Regions from separate parts of the Mus musculus genome. Here regions 1, 3, 4, 5, 6 and 7 are each linked to region 2. A link is a contact called in public HiCAR-type and promoter capture Hi-C data. All regions are on one chromosome and are shown on one strand. The core of a region is the stretch at or near the end of the contact, and the rest is flanking DNA. Distances in the headings are between cores, read along the strand shown. Region 1 holds the start of Lca5 (Leber congenital amaurosis 5 (human)). Region 2 holds the start of Mei4 (meiotic double-stranded break formation protein 4). Region 3 holds the start of Senp6 (SUMO/sentrin specific peptidase 6). Region 4 holds the start of Myo6 (myosin VI). Region 5 holds the start of Ttk (Ttk protein kinase). Region 6 holds the start of Sh3bgrl2 (SH3 domain binding glutamic acid-rich protein like 2). Region 7 has its middle 52 kb from the start of Gm36120.

Evidence for each region. Promoter capture Hi-C pulls out the DNA fragments that hold promoters and counts their contacts. HiCAR-type assays count read pairs that join an accessible place to other places. Capture Hi-C pulls out chosen DNA fragments and counts their contacts.
Region 1: a promoter capture Hi-C map of pre-B cells shows a contact between it and region 2, with 2.9 times the contacts expected there. The contact joins the promoter of Lca5 here to the promoter of Mei4 in region 2. A contact is called at or near these places in 2 of 39 promoter capture datasets (the 3T3-L1 cell line and pre-B cells) and 1 of 115 datasets of contacts at active chromatin or transcription factors (pro-B cells).
Region 3: a contact with region 2 is called in a HiCAR-type map of astrocytes, with 4 times the contacts expected there. The contact joins the promoter of Senp6 here to the promoter of Mei4 in region 2. A contact is called at or near these places in 1 of 39 promoter capture datasets (pre-B cells) and 2 of 115 datasets of contacts at active chromatin or transcription factors (astrocytes and embryonic stem cells).
Region 4: a contact with region 2 is called in a promoter capture Hi-C map of adipose tissue. The contact joins the promoter of Myo6 here to the promoter of Mei4 in region 2. A contact is called at or near these places in 1 of 39 promoter capture datasets (pre-B cells), 1 of 484 Hi-C or Micro-C datasets (embryonic stem cells), 1 of 115 datasets of contacts at active chromatin or transcription factors (astrocytes) and 1 of 9 other capture datasets (adipose tissue).
Region 5: a promoter capture Hi-C map of pre-B cells shows a contact between it and region 2, with 2.3 times the contacts expected there. The contact joins the promoter of Ttk here to the promoter of Mei4 in region 2.
Region 6: a promoter capture Hi-C map of pre-B cells shows a contact between it and region 2, with 2.6 times the contacts expected there. The contact joins the promoter of Sh3bgrl2 here to the promoter of Mei4 in region 2. A contact is called at or near these places in 4 of 39 promoter capture datasets (the 3T3-L1 cell line, cranial neural crest, hippocampal neurons and 1 more) and 1 of 115 datasets of contacts at active chromatin or transcription factors (astrocytes).
Region 7: a contact with region 2 is called in a promoter capture Hi-C map of the 3T3-L1 cell line, with 6 times the contacts expected there. The contact joins the enhancer-like site here to the promoter of Mei4 in region 2. A contact is called at or near these places in 3 of 39 promoter capture datasets (the 3T3-L1 cell line, frontonasal cranial neural crest and hippocampal neurons) and 1 of 115 datasets of contacts at active chromatin or transcription factors (astrocytes).

What each region holds. Positions count from the first base shown.
Region 1 is chr9:83,438,891-83,442,694 of GRCm38.p6, forward strand. It overlaps Lca5 (Leber congenital amaurosis 5 (human)), which reads right to left and starts at 2,209. Exons shown (of 8, transcript NM_027448.2): 1 at 2,019-2,209. All of the region lies in intron 1 of Gm2087 (predicted gene 2087), which reads left to right.
Region 2 is chr9:81,861,565-81,865,349 of GRCm38.p6, forward strand. It overlaps Mei4 (meiotic double-stranded break formation protein 4), which reads left to right and starts at 2,106. Exons shown (of 5, transcript NM_175213.4): 1 at 2,106-2,353.
Region 3 is chr9:80,065,325-80,069,367 of GRCm38.p6, forward strand. It overlaps Senp6 (SUMO/sentrin specific peptidase 6), which reads left to right and starts at 1,579. Exons shown (of 24, transcript NM_001311110.1): 1 at 1,579-2,248. The coding sequence starts at 2,200.
Region 4 is chr9:80,162,974-80,166,867 of GRCm38.p6, forward strand. It overlaps Myo6 (myosin VI), which reads left to right and starts at 2,061. Exons shown (of 33, transcript NM_001039546.2): 1 at 2,061-2,256.
Region 5 is chr9:83,833,097-83,836,659 of GRCm38.p6, forward strand. Ttk (Ttk protein kinase) reads left to right here and starts at 1,593. Exons shown (of 22, transcript NM_009445.2): 1 at 1,593-1,663; 2 at 2,675-2,828. The coding sequence starts at 2,693.
Region 6 is chr9:83,546,480-83,550,330 of GRCm38.p6, forward strand. Sh3bgrl2 (SH3 domain binding glutamic acid-rich protein like 2) reads left to right here and starts at 1,859. Exons shown (of 4, transcript NM_172507.5): 1 at 1,859-2,024. The coding sequence starts at 1,980.
Region 7 is chr9:83,627,242-83,631,126 of GRCm38.p6, forward strand. No RefSeq gene overlaps it. Among named protein-coding and RNA genes, the nearest start is that of Gm36120, 52 kb to the right of the region's middle. Within about 2 kb of position 2,305, at least 28 of the 459 cell types and tissues checked have an H3K27ac peak or open chromatin away from gene starts, as enhancers often do.

The DNA of each region.
Region 1 (3,804 bases), core at 959-3,458, 1.6 Mb after region 2:
CCCAAAAATCAGAGGTCTGCGCTATAATAGCATAGCTAGGGATAGAGAGCATCAAAGTGATGCTGGAGATACTGAGCAAGTCAAATAAGCCGGACTTGGTGATGGACTAAATGTCGAGTATGAGAAGAAGAACCTGGAAGAATTCCAAAGTTTTTGACTTGTAAAGCTGGATGCAAATGCTATCATCTGACCGCATGGGGTTTATCAGACACAGTGAGTCTGAGGTACCTGTGGGCAGGCTAATCCAACTGGAAGTACCTACAATTACCTACCCAGAAGTTGGGAGAGATGCAAAACTGGGGGTGTGCTAGTAAGTTATGGATAGTAGAAGCCACCAGGAAGGATGGAGTTGGCCAAGAAACTATGGAATGAAAAAAGAAAATAGAAGACTGAGTTATGGAATGAAAAAAAAAAAAATAGAAGACTGAGTCGTGGGCAGAGGAGGGGGTGTCCCCAAGCTTGACAACAGGAGGGACTGCTTGAGTCTTTTTCTAGCAAGTCTGACAGAAGTAGTTCCGTGATGTTAAAGAGATACAGTTTTGGAAATATTTATTTTCCAGAGGCATCAACTGCTTTTGACGTCTGAATGACGGTCCATCAATTTAAAGAACTAAGAGAACTCGTCTTTCCTGCCACACATTTGAATAAACATACTAACCAATGCACAACCGATCACAGGGTGAAATACTGTAAATACTAATAGAAAATTGGAGTGTGGAGAGAGACTAGAAAGAATACAGATTAATGAGAATGAGAAAAATGAAACCTCCATTTACCCTTTTCCTGGATGCCTGTAGCTCTCTCACCCGATCCCTCACCATTTAAATGACTTTTTAAATTTACTTACTTATATTTGATTATTTGTGTGCTTGTTTAGTTAGTAAGTTAGTTATGTGAGTGTTTTGTTGAACGCCTGTCTGTGTGCCATGGATACAGTTCCTGGTACCTAGAAGGGCCAGAAGACAGCGTAGGATTCCCTGGAACTGGAGTTACAGACAGTTGTGGGCTGCCATGTGGCTGCTGGGAATCAAACCTAGGGCCTGTGGGAGAGTAGTTAGTACTCTTAACGGTTGAATCAGCTCTCAAGCCCTAAGTTATGACTGTTGATCCCAAAGACATCTATCTAATCCTGAACGCACGGTTGAGCATCCATGTGTATGTGGTCAAGCCTACTCTGCTTGGGCCAAGAGTTAAGACCCTCAAACTTCGGGATTGAGATGTGCAGGCAGGAGCTGGTCCAGGACAGGAAACACGCGCACACACACACACACACACACACACACACAATTAATCAATCCTAAAAGAAAATTTACTTTCATAAAACCTTCCTCCACACCCCGCCCCCACCCCACTTACCCAAATATAGGTACAAATACCTCCGTAAAATTAATCCTCACAATGTGTCTACCATTCACTGCACTTCTCTGGAGGAAAAATACAGCCCCTAGCAACTTGTTACCAACCAAAAGATACCATTACGTATCAAGCCCATGAAGTGACTAAGAATTTACATTCAGGTGAACTGGTCACACAGGGAAACACTGTTCCCTTATTCAGCTAGCGCGAAACAAAAGGCATGTGCATCCACCCCAACTCAGTTCTGCCAACAGGTAGGTTTTGCTAACTACTTTCATTCGTTCCATTCCATCCCTCAATGATGTATAAAAATAATCCACAGCCTGGACCAAAGTGTCTCTCCCCTTTAACGACAGTGTTAACAATAATATCCTAGACTGTTCCAGAGTCTCTGAAAGGCTCCGCGCGCCCTCCTTTCCCATCCCGATCTACACCAGTCTCCAGGGGTTTCTTTCTGGTAACTTCGTTCTTCTTTGGATCCGTCTGCACATGCTTTCCTTCTGCTTTAGGGGGCTAACAAATCCCAGTCTCTCAACTTTCTCTTCCTTCTCTCCAAAGCATCCGCCGATCAGCCCCGCCTCGCCCCGCCCCATCACGTCCATCCCCCCCCCCCCCCCCCCCCGGCCGCAGACCTCCTCTCTCATCCGAGGCCCGCCCCTCACCCTCCAAGCTGGCACCTCCTGCTCCTGCCTGGATCATCGGCCGATCCCCGAGTCCGACCGACAGCTACGGTCCGAGACCTAGAGTACCCGGACGCTGCAGACTGCGGTTGCGGGGAGTTTGAACTCACTCACTGTAGGGACCACGGCTGCGGGCGGCGGCTCGGCGGCTTCGGCTCCTGGGCAACGGAGCAGAAGCCCAGCTTGCACCGCGGGAGGACCGGCCTCCGCCTCCCCCAGTTCCCATTGGTTACTGGACTCCATACGTTCATTTCTATTGGTTATTGTGGCATCGGAAGGCGGGATGGCGAGGAGAGAGGCATCAACCATTGGTGGGCCGGTGAGGCGGGGAACCGCGACCCGCGAGGACAGTTGCACGGAGCCCAGCACCCAGGACAGACCGAAAGAATGCCAACCCTTCTCATAGAGGGACGCCGGCTCCAGAAAGGGTCTGTGGACAAAACCCTTGGAAACCGGCCCTATTTTTTTCTGAATATTTTGGATTTCGTTATAAAGAAATCAATGTACTTTTCTGGTTCCGCTGAAATTGATGTGTAGGAGGGTGTGGACTTGATATTTTCATGATACTGCTGCCTGGGTTCTGGACTTTCTTGAGATAACACATCTTGAATATGGCTTGCGCATGATTTTTAAGTTCTGAAGGAAATCTGGGGCTAAAGGATAATGAGAACACGTTTGTTCTCGTTATGTTTTCAAAGAATTGTTTTTAAAGGAAATATTCTGAAGTGCATGACAGTGGGCTAAGGGCAGCTAGATGGCTAATTTTTCTTTTAAACTTGACAGTGCACACTAAGCAGTATTAATTGCAGTAGGTAAAGAAGCTATAAAGAAAATCTTTTCCACGGGGGCTCTGACGCTCTCTGAGCTTCTCATCCAGACCGTTTAATAAGACTGTTCAGTTCCCGATTGAAGCCTGCTGTCATTTATACTCCAGAAAATAGATTCAGGGGGTAGTAAGCGGTGAGATCAGGATAGAACCACATGGCTATTAACTTCCAAATCTAGCATCTTTAGAGCATTTCTCTAACAGGGTAATAGCATTACTGGCAAGTCAAAAAAGTATCTAAAATTTTAGAAATCTCCCAAACAAAATACCTAATTGTGTATAACATTTTCAGTGTCCTTATTACACCACACAGTGTTACTCTATCAGAGATAACAATTACTTTATTTGACCTTGAAAAAAAATAACCAAAATAATTTATAGTTCCTCAAAGCCAGTTTTACCAAATTGATGTTTTAAAGATTTGTCCCAAGTGTGATGATAACTTCACCTTTCTACATGGCATGACTTTGATCTGCCATTTTTATTAGGACTTCAGTTTTCTGATTATACCATTTCACTTCACTGTGTACTACACAGGTTACAGCTTTCCAGGAAAAAAGAACTGAAGCTACCAAACCACATTTTAATATTTTTACTAATTGAAACTATTTAACTGCATTAAATATTTAACTGCCGTTTGTAAAGATTGTGTTTGGGGATGAATCCTAATCACAGTTGGGCACTCTGGGTTTGTATTCTAGTCTCACAGGAATTCCTGTTACTACAGTGCTTCAGACTCCCATTGGCCAATGAATGCCCCTCCCCCCCTTTTTTTTCCTGCAGGACTTTGCCATGTTTGATGCTCTATGGCAATGACACACACACACAAAAAAACCATTTCTACATATGTTTAAGAAACTGCAGTTTTTCCTATGAGGGAACTACTATTGCAGAATCAGAAGGACTTGTTAGAACCTTCAAACCATTTACTAGCCAGAGGTA
Region 2 (3,785 bases), core at 856-3,355:
CACAGCAGTGCGTTGACTATATTTTGAACTCAGTTTACTCTATAGTGGATTTTAACTATCAATAAGGTAGTAGATTCAGCATCTAAGATTATACATTTTGTGAAGATCTTTTCCTTTCGTTTTATTTCAATACTCCAAATTTATAGAAAGATGCTGAGACCAAGGAGCCAGAGGTCCTTGGTAGACAGACAGATGAGAAAAGGGACTACCAGTCAGTAATAGAAAGACAAATTTCCGGTTTCTTTCATACTTTCACACTTGGCAGTGACACCCTCTCCACTCTTGATTGATATGTTGAAGGTGTTCAGATAAGGTCAAGACTGTCCCTGAACATGATTATCTGAATCTTTGGGGCAATTATCAGCCCCCCCCCTTTTTTTTTCCTAAGCTGACCACCATGAAATGAGAGAAGGGGGAACTATCTCAGGTCACCAAAACCCAGCTCTATGGATGAAAATCAGATCCTAGTATGAAGGTCTTCTTCAAATTTGTGGGGTTTCTTTCTCTGTACTTTGCTTGCTTATTATGTGTATGCCTGTTTCTTCACTTTCCATAAAGCTTGTCATTTAACCTTATACATATCTTTATCTATAAAGGATATCTGTACATATTCTTAGAAAAATGGGTTAGTCACAGTCCCATCGACAGACTGTGACATTAAAAATGACTCTAAAATCACTCAGAATTAAATGTAAAACATAAATAGAGTCCATTACTTTATTCAAAGAGCATGTATTTGATTGATCACTTTGTGTTTCATTAGTCTTGAGTGAGTCAAAAACTTGTATAATTTTCTTAAAACGTTTCTTTTTCTGCTATGTATTCTAAAGCATCTTTAACCATCTGAAGATGTTCAAAGAAAACTATTGAGGTTGTTGAAATCATTAGGTCTTTACATTTAGGTGGTAAATAGTTAAAACTACCTCTGGGCTTTCGTTCAGGATTTCAGTGGCTGTGCTGTATTTGGTAATTGCTACCCATTTGTTTTAACTATTAGACTGAGTGCTCTGTCTTGTATGGAGTTGTAATCAGGTCTTGACCAGTAATCAAGGCTGTAACTGGCACGTAACAGCTCAATTTTCTCAATAAATGTATGAGGGGAATTGAAATAGAATATCATACTATTTATCAACGCAAACACAACTTTTCTACATCACTCCTACTTGACTGTTCATTATCTTGAAATGAACTTGGATGGTTTGATTTTACATTACTCAAAGAAGAGCAGTGAGCACAGTAGAGCACTCACAGTGTTCATCACCTTAGCAGTCACAATAACCCGAGTTTAGTTTGCATGAAAGCACCGTTGCAAGATTAACGAAAGCTATATTAAATTACATTATAGTTAAAATTATTGACTTTCTTAAACACATGGATAGAACAATGAAGCTTAACATTTCCAAGACATTTGCAATAACTGACTAGATGCAAGCACTTGCCTTAATAAAGGGTCATTTACGTAGGAGAATGAGCTGTGCAGACCCCCCAGATATAATATTTGGTAATTTATCCTATACAATTGTTGAAACCTTTAACTATTAGCAAATTAGCACATTGTTAGTAAAGTCTACATAAGTGACTTCCGAATGCTTAGAATCTCCTTTGCATTTTAATTTCTGAGAAATTTCAGTACGTGAGGCAAAAAATTACTTAAAATCCTAGATGAAGATATGACAGGTGGACAAATGAGAAACATAGCGCTTCCTCCCGCAGGAAGCAAAGATTTTAAAACCATCTTTGGAAACAAGCCAACAAATGAACCCAAAGAATCTGTTTTCCCGACTGTTCCCATGTAGGACAGGAGTTGGCACAACAGAAGCTTTCCTGAAACTTTTCCTTTTTTTCAAGCCCCGTGAGTCTCTCCTTAGAAACCAAATCAGCCTTTCAGGAGAGGAGCTGCAGGCAGTCCTAGACTATTTTGAACTATTTTGCAGAAGAAAGGAAGATGCAGGAAACACCTGCCTAGTCCAGCCAAACCGGCTAACCGCTCCTCGCCGAGCCCGCCCGAGCCCGCCGGAGCCCCTCCCAAGCCCCTCCGAGGAGAGTGGCGCAGAGGCTTCTGGGACTTGTGGTCTCCGCGGGCCTCCCTCTTGATTGGCACTGGAAGAAAGCCGGGAGGAGTGGCGCTCTGGGCTCTGGCGCCTACCTGCGGGCTGCGCTTGCATCAGCGTGCATGGCCGGGAATACTGGCCCCCGAGCTTCCCCCGCCGCCTGAGGGCGTCCTTCCTTCTCAGGAACCCCAGGCTTGTGTAGCATCTGCCTGCTCTCTGTACTCTCGGGCCCCGGGTCCCCTCAAGCAGCGCACGCTCTCAGGTGCTGTGGCTTGGGGTTCCTTGTCGCGCCCTTTGCGGAGGTAGGTCGCCTCACGCGTGGGGAGGGGCATTTCTTTACCTGATAAGTAGGTCGCGCCTGGAGCCTCAGAAACTTGGGCGGGCAAAGCGTGTGTTCTGTGGTGTGTTCTACACCTTAGAGTCTGTGCAAGCCTGCCTTCACTCTAGAGGTGGCTTCTGAGGTTTCCTGGAGGAAAGGGTGGTTTTGGGGGACCGTAGGCACTTGTTGATCTGATCTTTTATTGAGCAAGTACACACCCAGAGGAACTGCAGAAAGTGTTGGGGGTGTTAAAAGTGGGACGGGTGCGGTTTTCTTGGGATCTGACAAGCATGTGCTGGTACATGAGGTAGAGATAAAAATCATTCTTGGAAGAGCTAGGTTGTGGTGAGATATGCAACAGATCAGAGGAGCAGGGCCAGAAGTGGAGTCTCCATTACGGAGGAAGAAGCCAGTGAGGGTTTGGTGAATCTGGAATGTCCAAAGTAGCAGAAAGTCAATAATTTGAAGTGAATTAAATAAAGCCTTGAATAGCTTTATAGTCTGCAATTACATATTTAGAGGATTAAAGTCCCACCAGGAACCACAGAAAATACATTAGTATGTCGATATTCACAGAATATAAATATGAAATTCATAAGAATTTCATAACTTGGATTCTTCATCAACTGGAATTTATTATTTTTTTTTCTGTATCTTTTGGATTTTTGAGACAAGGTTTCACTTTGTAGGATGGCCTTGCCTCCTGCTCTCAAGACTAATGGCAATATGTATGCCTCAGACTTGCAAATGCTGGGATTAAAATGTGAACCACCAAGTCTGAATATATCAGGTTACTTCCAATTAGCAAACTTTTTATCAAATTCATTACATACATTCTGATCAATTTTGGCTTGTTTATATTACTTTTTCCTGCTTAGAATTATATGATTTTTGGTATATCTTGTGACTACAGTAATGACATTCACAAATTGACATCCACTATTTTACTTTCCATTGTTATAGCTTACAGCTTCTGTGAGGGCCTTAGGTTAAACACAATGTCTTTGTATATGTCAGTAAACCACAAAATTTACAATTCAGTCGTAAAATTTGGACATGAAGACCAGGAGCACAGATTTGTGACTGAGTATTTTTTTAAAATTTTTTTTTTCATGAAAGTAGCAATGTTTGGAATCAGATATTTGAAACCAATATTATGGAATTCTTGTTAAAAACATAGTATTAATTTATCCCATGGTTTATTATATCAAAGAAATTAGAAGTCTAGTGTATTCTAGGTTTCATGATATATGTGAATGGCAGGTATATGTTAAGTTCTGCTGTATGAAAATACTTGAAGCCAAAAGTCACAGCGCCAATTTAATAGGCATATTAACCCAAATCATTTGAAGCATTCGTGAGATAAACATACTTAATGATTGTATTGTGCATAATGTTTTGAAGGATTTGAGATT
Region 3 (4,043 bases), core at 329-2,828, 1.8 Mb before region 2:
AGGTGATACCCCAAATCACTCACGAGAAATGGTCTTGATGCAAACTGCAAAAGGACTTTTATTTCAAGAGCACTCTTGGGCCCACAGTCTTACACCACGAAGGGGTAGAGGACCGTGGTGCCCAGAGTAGCTGGGTAAGGGGGTATTTAAAGGAAGAAACCATAACTCAAGGGGGTGGGGAGGGCTTTGTTGGAAAATACCAAAAATACCAGTTAAGTGGAAAGTCAAGACAGTTTTCTAGGAGCCTCTAACAATAGCATATTTGCATAGAGGGTTCCAGCAATGGTCAGGGTGGGTCAGGGTGACTTTCTTTGAACAAACATGCCCTGAACCCAGGAAGCAGGTTGCTGGAGGAATGCCGCTATTTGTTTTATGATTAGCATACCATGGAGCATTGAGTCACAAAGGTCACATTCTCAAGCCTGGGCCTAAAGGCCTAGAATCTTTTGTTTTTTATGTTTCACTTTTTCACTCAAAGGGCTGGAGAAATGGATTCAGCAGTTTGGTTAGCCTGGGTACCCTCTTCCGGCCTCTGAAGTAACTACAAGAAGCAGCTTTCCCACCCTAAATGCAGGCAAAACACCCTCCCCCCAACCCCACCCACTTTTTTTTTTTTTTTTAAAGAAAAAATGTAGCCGGGCAGTGGTAGCGCTAGCTCACCTTTAATCCCAGAATTTGGGAGGCAGAGGCAGGCGGGTTTCTGAGTTCCAGGACAGCCAGGGCTACACAGAGGAACCCTGTCTTGAAAAAACCAGAAAAAAAAAGAAAGAAAGAAAGAAAGAAAGAAAGGAAGGAAGGAAGGAAAGGAAAGAAAAAAATGTTTATTAGCTGACCACACAGCTAAGGGGCTTGAATTTCTGTAACTTTTTTTTTTCATTTTCTGCATTTTTCATGGATTTGTTGTTGTTGTTGTTGTTTTTGAAGACAGGCTCTTCCTTTGTAGACCAGGCTGGCCTCCATCTGACAGAGAGATCCACCTGTCTCTATCCCTTTATGGACTGGGAAAAACCTACACCACTACATGGGGTTTGTAAGAAAAAAGAAGAAAAAAAAAAGCCCCTCAAATTGTATCATAGTCTACTGTGTTCTCTCCCCCCCCCCCCTCTCTCTCACACACACACACACACACACACACACACACACACACACACAAAGTGTACTGGCTCAATCATATCATATATGCATTGTTTGGAAGATGGATGTGAACACAATTTTATTTTCCAATTACCTGGCTTCATTTTTTTTTTTTTTCCTTCCCATGGCACGTTTTAAATTCAGGGTCAGACAAGAACTTGGAGCGTTTCTTTAGAATTTGTGGTGCGACTCGACCAAATAGAATACCTGGCCGGCAGGCTGGCAAGCGCTCGCAGGCCGGCTCTGCCATGGGGGCCTTCCGAGGAAGGGGTTTTTGTTCGTCCCTCGCCAAGGCCGGCCAGACAAGGCCACCCCAGGCCGGCAGGACGACAGCCCCCGGCTCGGGTTCGGCCGAGCCCGGAGGGGGGCGAGCAGGGACCCGAAGGGAGAGAGAGGCTCTGGGGCGGCGGCGGCGGCGGGGCGGGCCCGGAGGCCGGTGGGGGAGGAGCGGCGGCGGGGCTGCTGTGGCGACCGACGCGCGGCGGTGGCGGAGACCCACCCCCGTCCACATGGACAGTCGCCGAGGCCTGGGCTGATGCTCTGACGCCTGGGCGGGGTGGGCGGGCGGCGGCGGCCACTGCTGGAGCAGCGAGGGGTCGCGGGCGCCTCACGGTCGCGGAGCCCTCGCTCGGCTCAAGCCGCTGCGGCCATTTTACGGCCCGGGACGTAGAAGGCGTGTGAGCGTTCGCTCCGTTCTCCGTCCTCCGGAGCCAGCGGCGGAGCGGGGCGGAGGGGAGCGGAGGGAGCTCCTCAGAGGCCGGCGCGGCCCGGTGGATGGGGAGTCGTGTGCCGAGGGGAGCCGGGCCCGGGAAGCGCCGCCGCCGCCGCTCACGGTCCCCGGTAGGCGCCTGAGGAGAAGCAGCCCAGGCCGTGGGCCTCGCCGCCTCCCGTCAGGCCCGCTTTTGTGTGGGGGGCCCGGCCGGCGGGGAGCGCCCCTCGCGGAGGTCGAGCCCGAGGCCCGCCACCCTGCGGCTGCTACCCTCCCGACGCGCGGCCCCCATTCCCCGCCAGCACCGCGCCGGTGTCGGCCATGGAGTAAGAAGGAGGCGGCGTGGAAGGAGGAAGATGGCGGCGGGCAAGAGCGGTGGCAGCGCTGGGGCTCTTTTCCTGAAAGGTACGCTCGGGTCTCCCTCGGGGGAGAGTCGGGGGCGAAATTCGCCGACACCGGGGTGTCTCCCACCCCCGGGCCGTGATACTCAGCTCTCTGCTCCGGGTGGGCTTGGGGCCGCGGGGGCCACGGGGGCCCGGACGGCCGATGGCCCGCTGGGAACGCGCTGCAGGCGCGCCGACTTCGGGTCCGCCCGGGCCAAGGCTCGGGCAGGCCGGCGCGAGGCGGCGCGGTGGTAGCGCAGCGAGCCGAGGCCCAGGGCGGCCTGCGAGGGGCGCGCCGAAGGCTTGGGCTCGCTCCCACCTCCATATTCTCGATGGGTGCCTAGTGGGTGAGGAGCAGACTTCGTCCGCGTCTTTCTTAAGCGTTCGTGGAAAGTTTCAGACCTAAGCTTGGTTGAAACTGGCCGATCCAAGGAGGCAGGGGGAGAGGTGGTGGTTAACACTGCCCTGTGGTTAAAAGCTCCCAGGCTAGCCGCTGCCCTCGGGGTGCAGGTTAGACCCGGCGGTGCCCCGAACTCCGGTGAGATGTGTTTGGTTGTTTATACTTTGTAAAGCAGGTATGGGAGGTGGAAAAAAAAAAAAAGAGAGAGAATGAGCTTCCAAGTGTCGGTTTGGAGACAGCCGGGGAAGGTAAAAGAGTTAGGGTGTGTTCCCATTTTTAGTCGCTTGTGAAGCAGAGTTAACTATTTCAGTTGGTGGACCAAGCCGGCTTAAAAGGTCTATTTTGGTTTGGTGTGGTGGTAAATGGATAACGATACTGGTTTTTGCCTATGGCTGTAAAGGGACTTCCATAATACAGGTACATTTAGTTGCAGTTGTGAACCGGGAACGTAAACGTTCATTCGACTTTAAATTTCCTGGTAATCGGATTTGTAAATATGTTTAGGAAAATAAGTCCGCGTTCAGTAATTGTTAAGTATATTTACTCTTTGGGGGTAATTGCAGGATTTTGTTTTCTAGATGAAATATATCCAGGCCATGCTTTAAGATATGATTTAGAAATATTACAGAATTAAGAAAATGTAGTTTAAAATTAAGAAAGACTTGCCGGGCGTTGGTGGCTCACGCCTTTAATCCCAGCACTCGGGGGGCAGAGGCAGGCGGATTTTTGAGTTCGAGGTCAGCCTGGTCTACAGAGTGAGTTCCAGGACAGCCAAGGGCTCCACAGAGAAACCCTGTCTCGAAAAACAAAAAAAACTAAAAAAACCAAAAAAAAAAAAAAAAAAACCAAAAAATTAAGAAAGACTCTTAGTGGTAACGGGAGGGAGGCTATGCCTTGTTTACTCCTTGACCGAGTGGGTTGTGAATGGAGACTAAGAGGAAAAGTAATTTTCTTTATTCTTTGTACTTGAGAATAGGGAAGTGGGGGGGGGGGGGGAGCAGCTTTCTTTACTTTGCAGACCGGACTTTATGTAAGACGTGGGGAATGGTTGTCCTCTATGATAAGGAAAGCTAGTATGTTCTCATGACTTCATTTCATATTACCTCCATACTAATTTGACCGTGGTAGGGAACCCCTGCCAACAGGCGGAGAGAGGAGTAGTAGCTCGCAGGTAGCCGGTGCTTAAGCGCCTGTGTTTTTGTTTGGAAATTGGAAATTCACCAGATGGTTTTCTGATGTTCATAGTTTCTAGGCAGATGATTATACGTGTAGGTTTTTGTAGGTTTGGGGCTTCTATGGGCTTCTAATTGAGTTTAAATTCTGAGTGGATGAAACACAGCATAATACAAGCACAAAGCCATCACTGAGAGTTCATCTGATTTCCATTGCTGTTAGTTTATTCTAATTTACTCCACTG
Region 4 (3,894 bases), core at 811-3,310, 1.7 Mb before region 2:
CTGGCTTGTTCAGTTTGCTTTCTTATATTCCCTGGGACCACCTGCCCAGGAATGACACTTTTCACAGTGTACTGGGTCCTTCCATTAATTAATTCCATCAATTATCAATCAACCAAGAAAATGTCCCATAAGCTTGCCTACAGGGTAATTTGATGGGGGATTTTTAAAAACTAAAGTTCCCTTTCAGACGACTCTAACTTGCATGAAGTTTTGCCAAACAAAACAAAACAAACCCACATAAAACAAAGCAAAACAGATAAAAAACCTAACCAACACAAGCATCTTCTTCAGTCTTTCATCCTCTTATTTTTTGTAGTGGGGTCTCAGTGAGTCCAGAGCTCTCCTTTTCTGCTAGAATGGCTGGCCAGGGTGAGCCAATGGTGAGCCAAGGGTTCTGCTTGCCCTCTATCCCCCTCTCTCACCTTAGTACTGGAATTTGAGAAATAAGTCTGCCCCTGGTTTTAGTTTATTTTACAATCTTTGATATAGTTGAGATTTTTCTTTTGGCAATCTTGGAGCTACATTTCTGTGGTTGCTGTAAATTACTTCCTTTCTTGGTTTTCCTTCCTCTTTTTTAGTTTCCCTAATTTTACTTACTGTCTTACGAATTTGAAATGTGTTCAGTGGAAGGTAGCTTTTTCATCAAGTCATTTGGGTCGTCTCTGAATGCCTGACCCTTCCCTTACCATTTTTTTGTGGTGATATGGATTGAACCCAGGGCCTCACATGCTAGGCAAGTATTCTACCGTGGACTTAGTTATAGCCCATCTCTCTCTGAAACAGGATATTACTAACTGACCATGCTGGTCTTGAACATGCAGCTTCCCGAGTAGCTAGAATTACAAGCACGAGGCACCAGGTCCAGTTTGAATTCCTGAAACCTGTCTTCTCTGGGAATCTTCTAGACAGAGCCCAGTGGTCAGAGTACAATATGAGGAGTTGTTTCTCTCCTTGAAACATGCTGGGCTTCAGGATGGGCTGCAAGAACCCTCACTGGCTGAACTATCTTGCCAGCCCCTTATTTTGTTTTCATATTAACCTCTTTTTTCTAGTAAAGGAGATGTTTGCTCTCAAATTTGCATAGGAATGTAATATTTAATTTAAAAAGATGACCCACATATGACCTTATAAGGACAGTAAAATTAAACAACCGGAAAGATAAAGCGGGCCAGTTGGCTCAGTTCTATAAAACCAGCCCACAAGGATTGTCACTATTCTTAGGCTTGCGCGGGCTACATGATGAGTTCCAGGACTGCCTGGTTACAGACCGAGACTCTCTCAAGAGTCCAGATAAACAACAACAAAGGGGGCGAGGTGGAAATACAGGGGCTGTAAGAAGTAAATATGATATCTGCATGGGAGGCTAGCCAGAGAAGAAAAAATTTTCTTCCGTGGTTCAATCCTCCAAGGGCTGAACAGGAAGTTGACGCAGGCAGGTGAGGAGCACGAGCCTAGATGGGCTGCGGTGCCACCCTTAATCCCCACAAGCGAGTTCCTCCGCAATTCGCCTGTCCCACTCTCAACTTTTCTTCAACTGACTCTTTGCTGTGGTCCCTCGCTGTGGCAGTGGAAACAACTACCACTGCGAGGTAGGGAATGTCATGAGGGGCTACCTGCAGCCCTTGGCTTGCAGGGATGCAGGGATGCGGTCGGAACCTGAGGCCCCGCCCTTCTCTTGCCCCACGCCATTAGGCCACGCCCCTACCCAGCACTCCTTCAACCACCCCCTTCCCCGGCGCCTCATGAGGTCCCGCCCCTCTCAACCCTAGCTCTTGAGGCCTCCCCTTCACAGCCGCCCCGGCGTTCCTTGACTTGAGGCCACGTCCCTCTGCTCCTTCATTCCCAAGACCCTACGCTTTGCGAGTCCTCCCTGTCCTGCTGCCTAGGACCCCGCCCCTCTCAGCCCTTCTGCCCCAAGACCCCGCCCCTTAGGCTGTTCCCGCCCACTGGCCAATGAAGACCCGCCCTTTCTTTAGCCGCCCCGCCCCGGTCCCACAAAATCCCGCCTCCGGCCCCGCCTCCCGCCCCCTTGGGCGCTCCGTAGCAGTGACGTGCGCAGGCTGGGCACTCTGCAGGGCTCTCTGGCCGGCGGGTGGAGACCGATCCGGGATCTGTCCCAGCAGGAAGCGTATCCCGGCCGCCGTCGTGCTGTCGTCTCCGGTGCTCGCTCTCGGCCGCGGTGTCGCGCTTGCCCTTCGCGCCCGCAGCCCGGCAGCCTCTCCACGGCCGCGACCCCTCGCGCACCTGCCTCGCCGGGTGAGTGTGGGCGCCTGCCCGCCTGCCTGTCCTCACCGCCTTGGCCTCTGCTCTGCCCGGCGCGGACTGGAGCTCTGGCTTCCCCTTCCCGGGCCAGCGGGGCTCCTGTCACCTGACGAGTCCCACCCGACACTGCAAGATAGTTTTATTTTCTCCTTTCGAAACACAGTGAAAAAGCTACACAGTCTAGTTTGTTGTCAGAGTAAAGATCAATTGATACCATTAATAATTTAGCTGTGTCGAAGAAGACCATGGTAGCATACTATAAAGCTGGAATTTTAGTTCCTAAGCGTTCTAGTATTTTGAGTGTGAGTTTTACGGATGTGTTGCTGAAAATAACTTTGTTATTTAATTCCAAATCGTCTTAAACTAATTAAAACGTGCTAGCTGTGGATTGTATTTTAAAATAGGAAATAATTTGATAAGGCCATTCTTAGATAATCTATGTCAGGAACTTTTACACAAAGATACATTTTATCCGGCATAAAGTATGTAGGGCAGAGCTGTTTAAATCCCAATGTGGAGATACTGCTGGAGCGCTACACAAACGCTGCTCCGATTTCATATGTGTTGAATAAAACTTTAGTTTGCTCTCGTGTTACAGTTGCAGGATTTTCGAATATAGTTAGTCAGCTTGAGACTTTTAACAGCCTTTGAGGCTCGGCTGTAACACCATAAAATCTGAGTCTTGAGCTTGGTGGTGGTCATGGTCCAAAGGTTGGCTGCGGAACAGCAGCATTTCTGTACAAATTAACTCGACTTCAAGACATCTTGGCTTGTGGTTTTCCAACTGGGAAATGTTTAGTGAAAAAAAAATTACCTTAGTGCTCTCTAGCATTAATTTTAGAAATGGCCACAAATGCTACAAGGGGGACAGAGGAAGCCCAGAAACAATGTAGTTCTTCAGAACAGCTCATTGACTTTTAAATGTCTGCCCATTTTCTGTGTTTGCAGTTGCACAGGAGTAAACAGGCACAGTGATAAATAGAAGTCATTTTAGTCTGATGCTCGTCGGCCTGTAGTGTTTTTATTTCGTGTGTGTGATCTGTTACCCATTTTTTTCCCTCTTCCTTTCAAGTTTTGTATTTGTTTTCAAAAGTTACTTGTAAAAGGCAGGGACAGAATACAACCCTTAAGAAAAGAGTATTGCGATTATACAGTTAAAAAGCCGTGGAGTATAGATTTTACATATGGTCTTTAGTACCTAGACACATGAGCAAGAAAAAGTGAACAACTATGATTTTTCATAGAAGCTACAACATATTAAAAACAAAGATGCAAATTATAGTCCATGGGACTTGTCCGAAAGGGATTTTCCCTTGTTTACACGATCAAATTTTAAAATAACAGTGGCCAGGAAATCGGAGAGAAGCCGAAGGCTCCTCGCTCATCCTGTTGTGACTTTGCCTGGCGTCTGTGGTGGATCACTTATTGTTTAGACAACTGGACTGTATCTGGGTTTTGAAAGGCCTTTAGATGGTTTTAAAGATTTCCACCATGCAAGGTCTGAATAAATCCATAAGAACTCCACATAAAAAACCATTCTCTAGTTTTTAACTTTCTCTTGGTATTCAAAACTCCACTTAGGGTACAGGATTGGGAGTGTAACTCAGTGGGTAAAGACCTTGCCTTGTGTGT
Region 5 (3,563 bases), core at 343-2,842, 2.0 Mb after region 2:
AGCTGCTGAACCATCTCTCCAGCCCTTCATACAGTTTTTAAATTGTGCTTTCAAGCCTAGTGATTTTTTTTCTTTTCCCAGCAAATTATCTTCTAACCCCACATAATGTACTTTCTATTGCATACCTTGCACATTTCATTTCCATACATCTATTTTGCTTTTTCTCACACACTCTGAATTTCTCTTTAACATGTTTATAGAATTCTCTCTTAAGTTTTTGGAGTGCATAAAATACAGCACACATTACTATTTTAATGTCCTAATTAGCCAAATATGTCATCTGTGTCATTTCTGGTCTGTTTTAATTGATCCCTTATTCCCCCTCCCCCTTAATAGTTACATTTTCTTGTTTTCAAAGTCTGGTGATTTTTTTTTCAATTACATAAGAGTGTAACGACAACCCTGTTGAGTTTTCTTGTATTTCTATAAATATTACTGAGCTGTGTTCTAGTCTACAGTTAAATTTCATGAAGATAGTCTGATCTTTTTAAGGTTTGCTTTTCAGCTTTTATGCTTGACCAAAAATACTTTAAAGACTAACTTTGCATTAAACCTTCTGTGTCTATAGGTTCTACATTCATGGATTTACTCAACTGTAGATGAGAAAAAAATATGTTTTTCCTGTGTCTCTATTGAACAACTTGTCAATATTTCTTAAGTAACACTATATAACATCTATTTGTATCACTTCTGTATTCAACTGGGTATTACAAATGATGCATAGACGATAAATTTTAAAGTATTCAGGACGCTGGGAGATTTAAATCACATGCCTTTAACCCCAGCCTGTTCTGCAAAGGGAGTCAGTTCTGTGGCAGCAGTGAATACACACACAGTGAGATTCTGCCTCGAAAACAAAAACAAACTAGCTCCCCTCCCCCACCAAAAGAAAATAAATGTATACAGGAATAGAGCATAGGTTGTGTGTACAATGCCTCTTTATTTAAAGACTTGGAATATCCACAGATTTGGGTATCAGCAATTTGTGACAGAGGGCATCACTTACTGAATGAAGATGAGAGATCTGGCTACTGCTGTAGCTTCTTACACAAAGCAAAACTATCAAGAGTAAACCAGAGCAAAAACACAGCATCTGCGCCATTTCTCGCCCATGAAACCGTTCCCCTGGACCACACAGTCTGCTAGGGGAGCTGGGTACCATTGAGAAAGCCTAGAGAAGCGTTTCTCCTAAGAGCAGCTGAGCTCATAACTGAGACAGCATCACGGGGATGGGGGCGGGGGGGGGGAATGGTTCGGAGAAAGGAGCTCAGCCAGGATGTCCCGACAGGGAGGGGACCAGAATTCTAACAAAGAGAAGGGCGGGTCTTGGGTTGAAGGCGAGGCCAGGGCTCCCTGGAGGGTAGTGCAAGGTCCAGCGGGAGAGCACCAAAGAAAAAGACCCTGACCCCTGACCGTACAGGCGCAGGTCAGCACGGCGAGCGCGTCGGCAGCTGCGGGTAACTCCCCGGGCCGCTTGAAGTGGGTGGGTCCGGCCTCAACGCAGGAGGGGCGGTGCGACGCAAGGAGCCAATCACGGCCCACGCTTCCACGTGGCGAGCCGTAACCAATGAGAGGTAGCGGGGAAGGCAGCGGGGAAATTTCAAACGTGTTTCCGGAGAGGGGTTGGGGTGCTGCTGTTTGGGCTGCAGCTTGGCTTTCAGAGGTGGGTGCATCAGAGCGGGCATGGCAGAGAGGCTGCGGCCGGCGGGAGGCTGCTGGGTGACGAGGGTGGCGGCGAGCGAGCTGGCGCTTGAGCCCCCGGCCAGGCGGGCGGGTACGGCCTGTAGGTCCTGGGCTGCTGGTGGGGGAGCAGGGCCCAGAAGCGGGTGCGCCGTGCGGGTCAGGACTGATTGTGTAACTCTCAAGACCTGCCCCCGTGGGTGGCTGTGAGCTGGGAGGAGGTGGGGAACCCCTTGCTCCCCTCCTTTGGGCCCATTTTTATTGTTAACACTCCGCGGTGGCTCTGAGCTTTAGTTACTGCGTTGTGGAGAATGGCAGACAGAGTGACAGAAAGCCTGCAGACTGTGGGCTATTAACCAACACATTCATGCAGATAACCGGAGCGCCTGGGCTCCAGTACTGTGACAAGTACCTCGATGCTTGCATTAGAAGGATAAAAGCACAAATCAGGGCTTTGTCTGGGACAAACTTCTGAAAGTCGCTTATCTGTAGAAGGATGCAGAATGCGCGCAATGTCAATATTTACTCTGGCAGGGTAGGCGACCAAAGGGACAACTTATTGTCATTACCAAACGGATTCCTTACGTTCCGTAGGTGAAAGAAAGACATTCAGTGAAATGAAGTTTTCAAAGGCGTCAGCTGGACGTGGTGGTGTATCTATGTACAGCTAGTGCTTGGGAGATGTAAGGAGATAAGCTGCAGAATCAGAGAGAGCAAGGCCATCCTAGGCTACTTAACACCCTTACTCAAAACACAAAAGCGTCATGAGAGCATTATCTTCCAGGTTCACACAGTGTAACCTCAATGCTGTTTCATACTGGGAAGAATAGATGTTTTTGGTTCGTTGAAACTTTGTTCTGGTAAATTACAAGCTATGTCCTTGTGGGTTTTGTTGCTCTGGTTTGATTTAGTTGCCACTAACACTTACCTCATAACAGTTACATTTAGATAGATATGTTTACAAAACTAATGTTCTATCTTATTTATTCCAAAGACGAGTTACAATTTAGAAATGGAGGCTGAAGAGTTAATTGGCAGCAGTGTGACGATTGATTCCATCATGAGCAAAATGAGAGATATTAAAAATAAGATAAATGAAGACTGTACTGATGAGCTAAGCTTGTCTAAAATCTGTGCCGATCACACGGGTGAGTTTTTTCTTTGCTTAAAAAAGCAAACAAAAACCTAAAAAAAAAAAAAAAAAAACCGTTGAGAGCCTCCGAGTTGAAGGTGAGCAGTGTTAACCACCTTGTGTGGCCTAATGAAGTTGTTTCTGTTTTTCTCAGTAAGTGATGGTTATCCGTTAAATTGTACTTCATACTTTAACTTCTTTTGTTTGGAAACATTACAAGTGTTTTTTGCTGGAGGGAAACAGGCAGGCAGATAGATACACCAAACTTGGGAATCTGAGGCAGAAAGCTCTCAAGTTTGTAGCCAGTGTGGAAAACATAGTAAGACCCTATCTCAAAAGCTCAAAACAACAAAAAAGAATCCTTCTTGAGTGTGCTCACAGGTAGTTCTCTCAACTCTTTTGTTACTGCCTGCTACCTTTGTTGGCTACTTTGCCTGCTGCTGTGAGCGCGCGCGTACACACACACACACACACACACACACACACACACACACACACACACAGGGTTTTTGGTTTTGACTGTTTTTGCCACAAACTGAGGAAGCCTCACCAATCTTCCTGAAGTTAATTTCTTGTACTCACGTATTCTTTTTATTTTGCGTGTGAATGTTTTATCTCTGTGTGTTTATATATGTACCACTTTCATGCTTGCTCTCCTTGGAGGTCAGAAGAGAGCACAGGAATTCCCCTGGAACTGGAGCTATGGATGGTTGTGAGCCATCATGTAGGCGCTGAGAATGGAACCTGGGTC
Region 6 (3,851 bases), core at 609-3,108, 1.7 Mb after region 2:
GATGACTAACACAGTTCCTCAGAGCCGTGTGTTCTATGTCACAGCTCCGTGCTGCCTGACTTCCCCAGTTGCAATTCCAATTTGCTGACTGAGGAAATGACTTAGTCAATTTCTTTTATCCATTTTCCTCAGAGCGCTTCTGAGTTCTACTGTTAAGCTGTTTATCTCCATTGCTACATTAATTCTATACTTTGGGGGGGAGGGAATGGTTCCTTTTGTAAAGACCCATATTTATACAGGAAATAATGTATCTACTTCTGTGAAAATTATTTCACATTTTATATGCCTTCATTTCCATGTTTGTGATAGCAAAAGCTAAAGAACAATTGCAGAGTGTTATAGCTACAGCAGAACTTATATTTAAGTTTTTAACATTAAAAAGAAATAAAGACCCACCAGGATTATATATTCTTACTCTACTAAGTTTAAAGAGGCCTATGACAAAAGTGGATTAAGATAAGCAATGAAGGGGCCACTGAGATGGCTCAGTGGGTAAAGACACTTGCTGCTAATCCTGACCCACACGGTAGAAGGAGAAAGTTGTCCCATGACCTCCACAAGTATGCTGTGCTAAATGGATCTACACAAACAAAAATATACATACATACATACATGCATACATACAAATAAAACTATTTAAGACATAAGCCACAGGAAAGGTTGGCAACTTGAAATATTAGTAAGTCTAAAAACCAAAGTCCTTCAAGCAACCATTTGTGCCAGAAACTTGCAAACGTGGGAGACTTCATCACACAATTTTCTTCTCTCTAGAATTAATTAGCAGCATTCCCTGAACGCTGCTAAAGTCCCTTGGTGAAATGAAGAAAGTAAATACAGTAGTGTGAGGGAAACTGGTTCACTTCCACAAAACTAGGAGTGGCTTGAGCCTTAGCCAAGCCAATACAACCTGCTAAAGCACTACTCGGAACCTATTAGCCACTTCATGAAAGCTTTCTCTTTAATGGTATCCTCCTGGGATACCGCGTTGGAATGCACAGCGATTTCGAAAAAGACACAGATTTGGCTCAACTGTAAATATCAGTAGGTGCACAGAGGCAAAGGCATTGTGCGGGGTAGGGGGTGGGGAGGGAGGGTTCTGATTCCCAATGTTGATAGGGGGATTTTCATTTCTATCAGTACTTATTCTTTTCTACTACAATTACAGTTTTGCAAAGAAAAATAAAATATCGGTCTTGTTCTCATTTGGCTTTCCAGTTTTCAGTGTCTTTAGAATAAAGTGAAAGCCTGTTTCATTTACCAAAGAGATTCCCTTTGCAAACTAGGCGTGGTGATGTATGCTTGTAATACCTGCTAGGGAGGGTGAAGTTGAGTTCCAGGCCAGCCTGGGCTACATAATAAAACCGCCTCCAGGAAAAATAACAACACTCCTCTTCAACAGTTTTTCAGGGTTGCAGGAGAAACAAAACACCAAAAGCTCAACCCACTGCCATGCCTGTCCAAGCCCGTGAACTGCCAAGGTCTCTGGGGCGAGCCTTTGCGTGTCTCTAAAACAGTGGGTCGCCTCAGCTCCATGGCTGTTTCTGATAGAGGATGCTCCACCCGTCTCCACCGCAAACAAAACCCAAGCTTGGACTATCCTCCACCCAACCCTTTGTCTTGTTTGCTGTGTTCTTGTAAACTGGCTTCCCGCCAATTAGCTTGTCCCGCTTCCGGGTCCTTCCTAAACCACCTGCGTGTACGATTAATTCCCGTGAAGCAGGCGCCGGACAGAAGGAGCGCAGTGCCTGGTCACTCTGGGCGCCAAGGAAACTACAACTCCCGTCAGCCCCCGCGGCCGCCTGGCCCCACCCGCCTCTCGCTCAGCCCGCGGCGGAGGCGCTGGGCTTTCATCCGCGGAGCGGCGGGAGCCAGACGCGTCGCTGCGGTCTTCTCCGACGGTCGCACGGGAGTCGGCAGCTACCTCAGTCGCGTTAAACTTCTGTGACCGAGTCAGCGGCGATCCCTGACGCAGCGAGAGGATGGTGGTCCGCGTCTTCGTCGCCTCATGCTCAGGCTTCGTGGCGGTGAGCCGAGCGGGCGGGATCGCGGGAGACGCGCAGCGCGTGCGCCCGTAGGAGACGCGCGGGCAGGTGACCGCCGGGCTCGGACCCGGTGGACACGCAGGGGTCACACACCCCGCACTGGCAACTGGCGAGGGGACCCAAGGGAGCCAGTCCCCTGCCGCAGCTGTCGGCTCCAGGGGCCCTTTGCTGAGTTTAGAGGTTCCGGACTTGGGACACCCCGTCGGCTTATGTTTCCTATGGCAGTTTAGACTACTTTGATTTGCTGACCTGGCGTCTGGAGGAAACCCATTTTAAAAAATTGCTCTACATCCTCTCGTCCCCAGCAAGTCCTTTTTAGTTTTACACCTGAGCAAACCACACTTGTCCTGTTAGGTCGCAGTTAATTTATTTTCTTTGTTGTTTTTTAGCCTAGGGTGTTACAAATACTTTTACATATGGTCCTTCCCTTGTTCCTCCAGTGCTGTGGTAAATTTCATTTTAAGAATAAATTGTGTTTTCTATTTTTAGCTACTCTGTTTGTCGAGTGTTGACTTCTTTTAGGAATATTGTTCTTTAGAAGAAGTTAAATAACTAGAAATAGTGCACATGTATACTAAGACACATGTAATGCGCCTGTAGTGTGTCAGTTATGTTTCATGTGATTGCTAAGACTTGATTTCCTTAGCCAAGAGTTAAACTACATCTCCAAAAATCTACTTTGTCAGTTACTTAATCAGATATAGAAAAAAGTACAAGAATGATTGGTTTAAAGTTTAGGCTGGCTGGTTGCCTGCTCAGTAGGCAGACTGTCTTAGAATTTAAGTGGGTGGGGTAGAAGGCGGAATAAAATACTACTTGGAAAATCCCCGTAAACTACTGAAGCTCTTAACCCAATCTTTTTTGATACAAGGACACAATAGCTGGGAAAATGCTGGCCTACCTGTATGTGCAGGCATGTCCTGGTTCTCAAAAATCCTCCCTTTTTGTTATTGCTTAGTCATAGGTGCCTTTAAAAGATTTTTCCCTGTTAAAGCTGAGCCTCATGAAATGTACTATCTCCTAGATAGATTTATTGAAATGAATTCCTTACTATAGAGCTTTTGGTCTTTACCATGAACTTACCAGCTTCGGTAATTATTTCAAAAGGAGCTTACTGATTTCAGAAGCAGCAAGCTCCAATGTTGATCTTCAGTTGTGTTGGGAAAGTCACAGGTAAATTACCTGTCTTCTCCATCATGTATCCAGACTTGCATCCTGTAACCAATTTTATCAGTTCCATAAACACACATGTATTTAGTGCCTGCCTACTGTGTGACTTGAGTCTGGGCTTTAATGTTTTGTGCACGGACCTAAGTTGAGGAAACAAGTTCTTGTGTGCTGCCTAGTGTGGGGACCAGTGGTGCCCGAGCTCTGCCCTTCTCTCTCTCCTGTACCAGGAAGGCTTTTGAGGCCCTCACAATTGTGCTGTCCTTTTAAAATGCTTTCGTCAGTTGAGTAAATGTGGGTACAGCTCATACCAGTCTATTCCATTTGAACTGCAGACTGGTGAACTTCAAAGTGCAGTCTCTCCACTTTGGTTTTTTAACCGCGTCTCAGATCCCCATGGTCTGATGTGGTTGCATTTGGTTGGGAGCTTATGCTCAGTTCATAGGCACAGCACAGTCTGTAAACACTCATTATTCACTTTGCTCTGCTGTTTGAAAACATACTCTTTTCGGGTCATAGAAACACCCATCGAGCCCCCCCCCCCCAAATTTTGTAATATCTCCTAGTTCATGTACAATTTTTTTTCCTTTACAGCAATATTGACATTTTAAGTTATATAAAGTTTATGCTTATCTGCCAGAA
Region 7 (3,885 bases), core at 1,055-3,554, 1.8 Mb after region 2:
ACGCCAGGGCCAAGAAGTGGGAGTGGGTGGATAGGGGAGTAGGGTGGGGGGAGGGTATAGGGAACTTTCGGGATAGCATTTAAAATGTAAATAAAGAAAATATCTAAGTAAAAAAAAAGACAGGAGACTGAGGTCTTAAGACACTGTGTAGTGTATCTTCTTTCTCCAGATTGAATCATCTCCCCACTGGATGGAGAGGGGGGCTCCTTAACACTCAGGGAATAAACAGTCTTCCAAGGCCTAGGAAGTAAACACAGCTAGTCTCAGGAAACTCCTGAAACTCACAGGAGCCACAAGGCTCCTCATCAAGACTGTGCACACAGTAAGGTACTGACGAGAGGAGACTCCAGCAGCCTGAGCTGCCTATAGGTCATGCAAAACACTTCAGGGATGTAGCTTACGTGAATTCTCATCCAAATGGAGAGGCTTTTTTGTTCTATCGTTGCCTTTGATTAATCCAAACTCCTGGAAGTAACCTGTCTCCTGTAGTCCTGTTTGAAACTACAATAAACACACTGGTCAGCAAGCTAGACTGGGGTGGAATTGTTTCTTTGGTTTATCATCAATGTGTCTTCTGGAATAAGTAGACATTGCTCCTGCCCTCCTGGGAAAAGTCATAAAATAGACTACCTAACTACCCAGATGTTACATAGTTGGTATATAGCTAAGCTGAGCATATTTGGATCCCCAAATCTATGCATGATTTAGAGGTCCAGTTCCTGTTTTATTTATTTGTTTTTCTATTTACAAAAGTTTTCGATGATTTTTCAGAATCCTATTGATAGATTATTTTTCTGCTAGTGAAATGAGCCAGTTCATACCAGATTAGATTATACTAAAGGCAGATTTATTGGGAAGCTGCTTTCAGGTGAGTTTACTGGCCCCAAGGATTGAGGTCAGGGGAATCAACATGGGGAAGTAGGGGAGAAAGAGAAAGGTTGTTCACACAGAGAAGGAAGATAGAGACAGAGAGAGAGAGAGAGAGAGAGAGAGAGAGAGAGAGAGAGAGCGCACAAAATGTCTGGATTATATAGGAAAGAGCTTCAAGGGAAAGGGCAGCCCAGCCCCTGGACTGGAAAGTTCAAGTTTTGGGACAAGGTGTGCCAGGTAGGGACTGAGGGATGCTGGGAAAACCTGGAAGCCAGGTCTGCTTTGGTATGTAATATATGCATCTCACTTCCTTGTCCCAGGGTCTGAAATCAAATACCTGTATTAAAAGGGATTCTCTGCCTGGCAGTGTATGCCTAGCCATTTGAAAGGAAAAATTCCTAACCTTTGATTCTGCTTAATAACTTCCCACTGTGGTTAGTATAAAACTCTGCTTTCCCCTTTTTATATCAGTAAAGCTAGATTTCCTAAATCTAGCTTTAAAAGCACCAGATTATTTAATAAAGATTTTTGGAAATAAGTACATTGCTGAATTTGAACATTAAATAAAACACCTTTTAACGCTGCCCTTTGCATGCATACTTTTATGAAGAGACTAGATGGAATCATTTTCTTAAACTGCACCCCCAATACCCAAGATGCTAAACAAGTTCCAGAATAATTATCTCAGTGATAGCAACAGTACAGGTGTGCCCGAGAAATCTCCGCCCTCCGTGGAAGGTGGCCTGTCCCAGCAAGGCACCGAAAGCTTTTCACTGTAGCTCCAGGCTGCAATCTAATTGATAATGGAAAGGTGTGTTTTAGCCGAACAAGGCTACCCGAGCCCAGACCTGGCTTGTGTCCTTTATATTCTTTATGCATCCCAGCAGGAACTCTGTGAATATTTGCGAAAGTCAGGACACACAGATAACCACATGCTGGCATTTTCTACCCTCCAGGAGTCCCTCCCCCAACGCTCTTAAGTTCCTCTGTAATTCATGATGTGCTCAGCCCAGCTGTGAAAACAGCACACATACAATTTTTCTCTCCTTGAATACCTGCTTATATTTCTTCTCCCTTGCCTGCTTGCAAGACCAACAAAGAGACGGGATTCCCTCCACTCTGGCCTTGACAACCTAACGGAATGGCTGTTGTCTGCTGCTGCTTTCTCTCCGCTTGTCAAACCTCACTGTTCCTGGGTGAAGGGATCTCTGAAGCAGCCATTCTGTCATTTATGGCCTGGTTGTCTCTGCAGTGCTACCGAGAGTCCAAGTGTTTTCAATTGCAGTTGTCTGGAATTATATCTACGCAGTGAAATCACTGGGCATAGAGAAAGCCACTGCCTGCTGTTCCCGCCAGCCACAGATACCCTCCAGGCAATGCAACCTGCATGCTGCGATGCTTCAGTCACATGCACTCAGGTTTAATCAACTCCACCGGAGATGTGACTCACAGTAGATCTCTTTGTTTCACTTATCGACTATGAGTGCACATGGGAAGCTCGCTTAGCCCCCACTCCCCCTCATCAACTACTGTCATAAACATTGATTCTATGTGCCTGGGTCAGAAACAAAGAAATCAATATGTAATGTGGTGAATTGTATGTCCACACAGCTTTTCACTCTGATTCCTTGACAGATTTTAAGCATATTACATTGCATTAATTTTAAGGATTAAGTATGAGAGCTTATAGATTTAAATGCCAATAAAGGCAGGGACTGCATATGGAACTGACGACATTAAATTTTAAAGCAACAGAAGTTATTATGGGGCCCCGCATATGGAGGCAGTGCAATATTTTTTCATTATGAGTCACTAGCTCATTTGCAAGTTCATTTGTTGACTATTCCTTTGACATATGTTAATGTAGAATCTAGTATTTTGGGAAGAACTTGAAAGTAAAAAGTTAGGAACTGTCATTAAAAAGTGCTTTGAAGTTGTCAAATGTCACAAAATGTATCTGAAAGTACTTACTTTATTTGCAAAAAAAAAAAAAAAAAAAAAAAAAAAAAAAAAAATTGAGTGACCCAAGCTTTATCCCAAGAACAGTAGCTACACAGACAAGCAGAACGGATCTCCATTCTCCAGGGTTCACAGGAAAAGAAGAAGATAAAGACGTAGGAGAGAATTAGTACAGAAATAAATTATGGTTTGAATCCAAAGTCTCTGATGTAGTTTGCTTTCTGCTGCTGTGAGAAGCGGACTGAGCAAAAGCGACTTGGAGAGGAAAGGGTTTGTTTGGCTTACAGGGTTACAACCCATCATCCAGGGAAGGTGAGGTGGGAACCAAAACCACGGAGTAATGGTGCTTACAGGCTTGTTTCGATTGCCCCATGCTCAGCTTGCTTTCTTATATAACTCGGCCCAGGGGTTGCACCATTCGCAATGGCCTGGGCCCTTTCACATAAATTGGCAATCAGGAAAATGCTCCCCTTACCCCCCCTCCGACCCCCACATAAACACAGACAAGACACAGACCAATCTAATGGAGGCAATTTCTCAATTGAGGTTCCCTCTCCCTAAGTGTGTCAAGTTGACCACTAAGATTAGTCATCACATCCCTGCCGGCTCATGTGTTTGAACACTTGTTTCCAGGCAGTTTGGGGAGATTGTGGAGCTTTTAGGAGGTGAAGATGGTAGATCTGGGAGAAGTTGGGGGAGTAGGGATGAATTTGATTAAAAAAAATATTCTATGCAATTCTCAATTAGTAAAATAGTATTGTTTAAAAAAACTTTACAAAATAAAATCAAATACATTAACTTATAGGGCTGAGTTATAGGAAAAAGATGCCATCATAAGAGGTTATCTAGGGGCTGGTGAGATGGTTCAGCTGGTAAGGGCACTCACTGACTGCTCTTCAGAGGGTCCTGAGTTCAAATCCCAGCAACCACATGGTGGCCCACAACCACCCATAATGAGATCCGACACCCTCTTCTGGTGTGTCTGAAGTCAGCTACAGTGAACTTATGTATAATAATAAATAAATCTTATTGTTTTTTAAAAAAAAGAGGTTATCT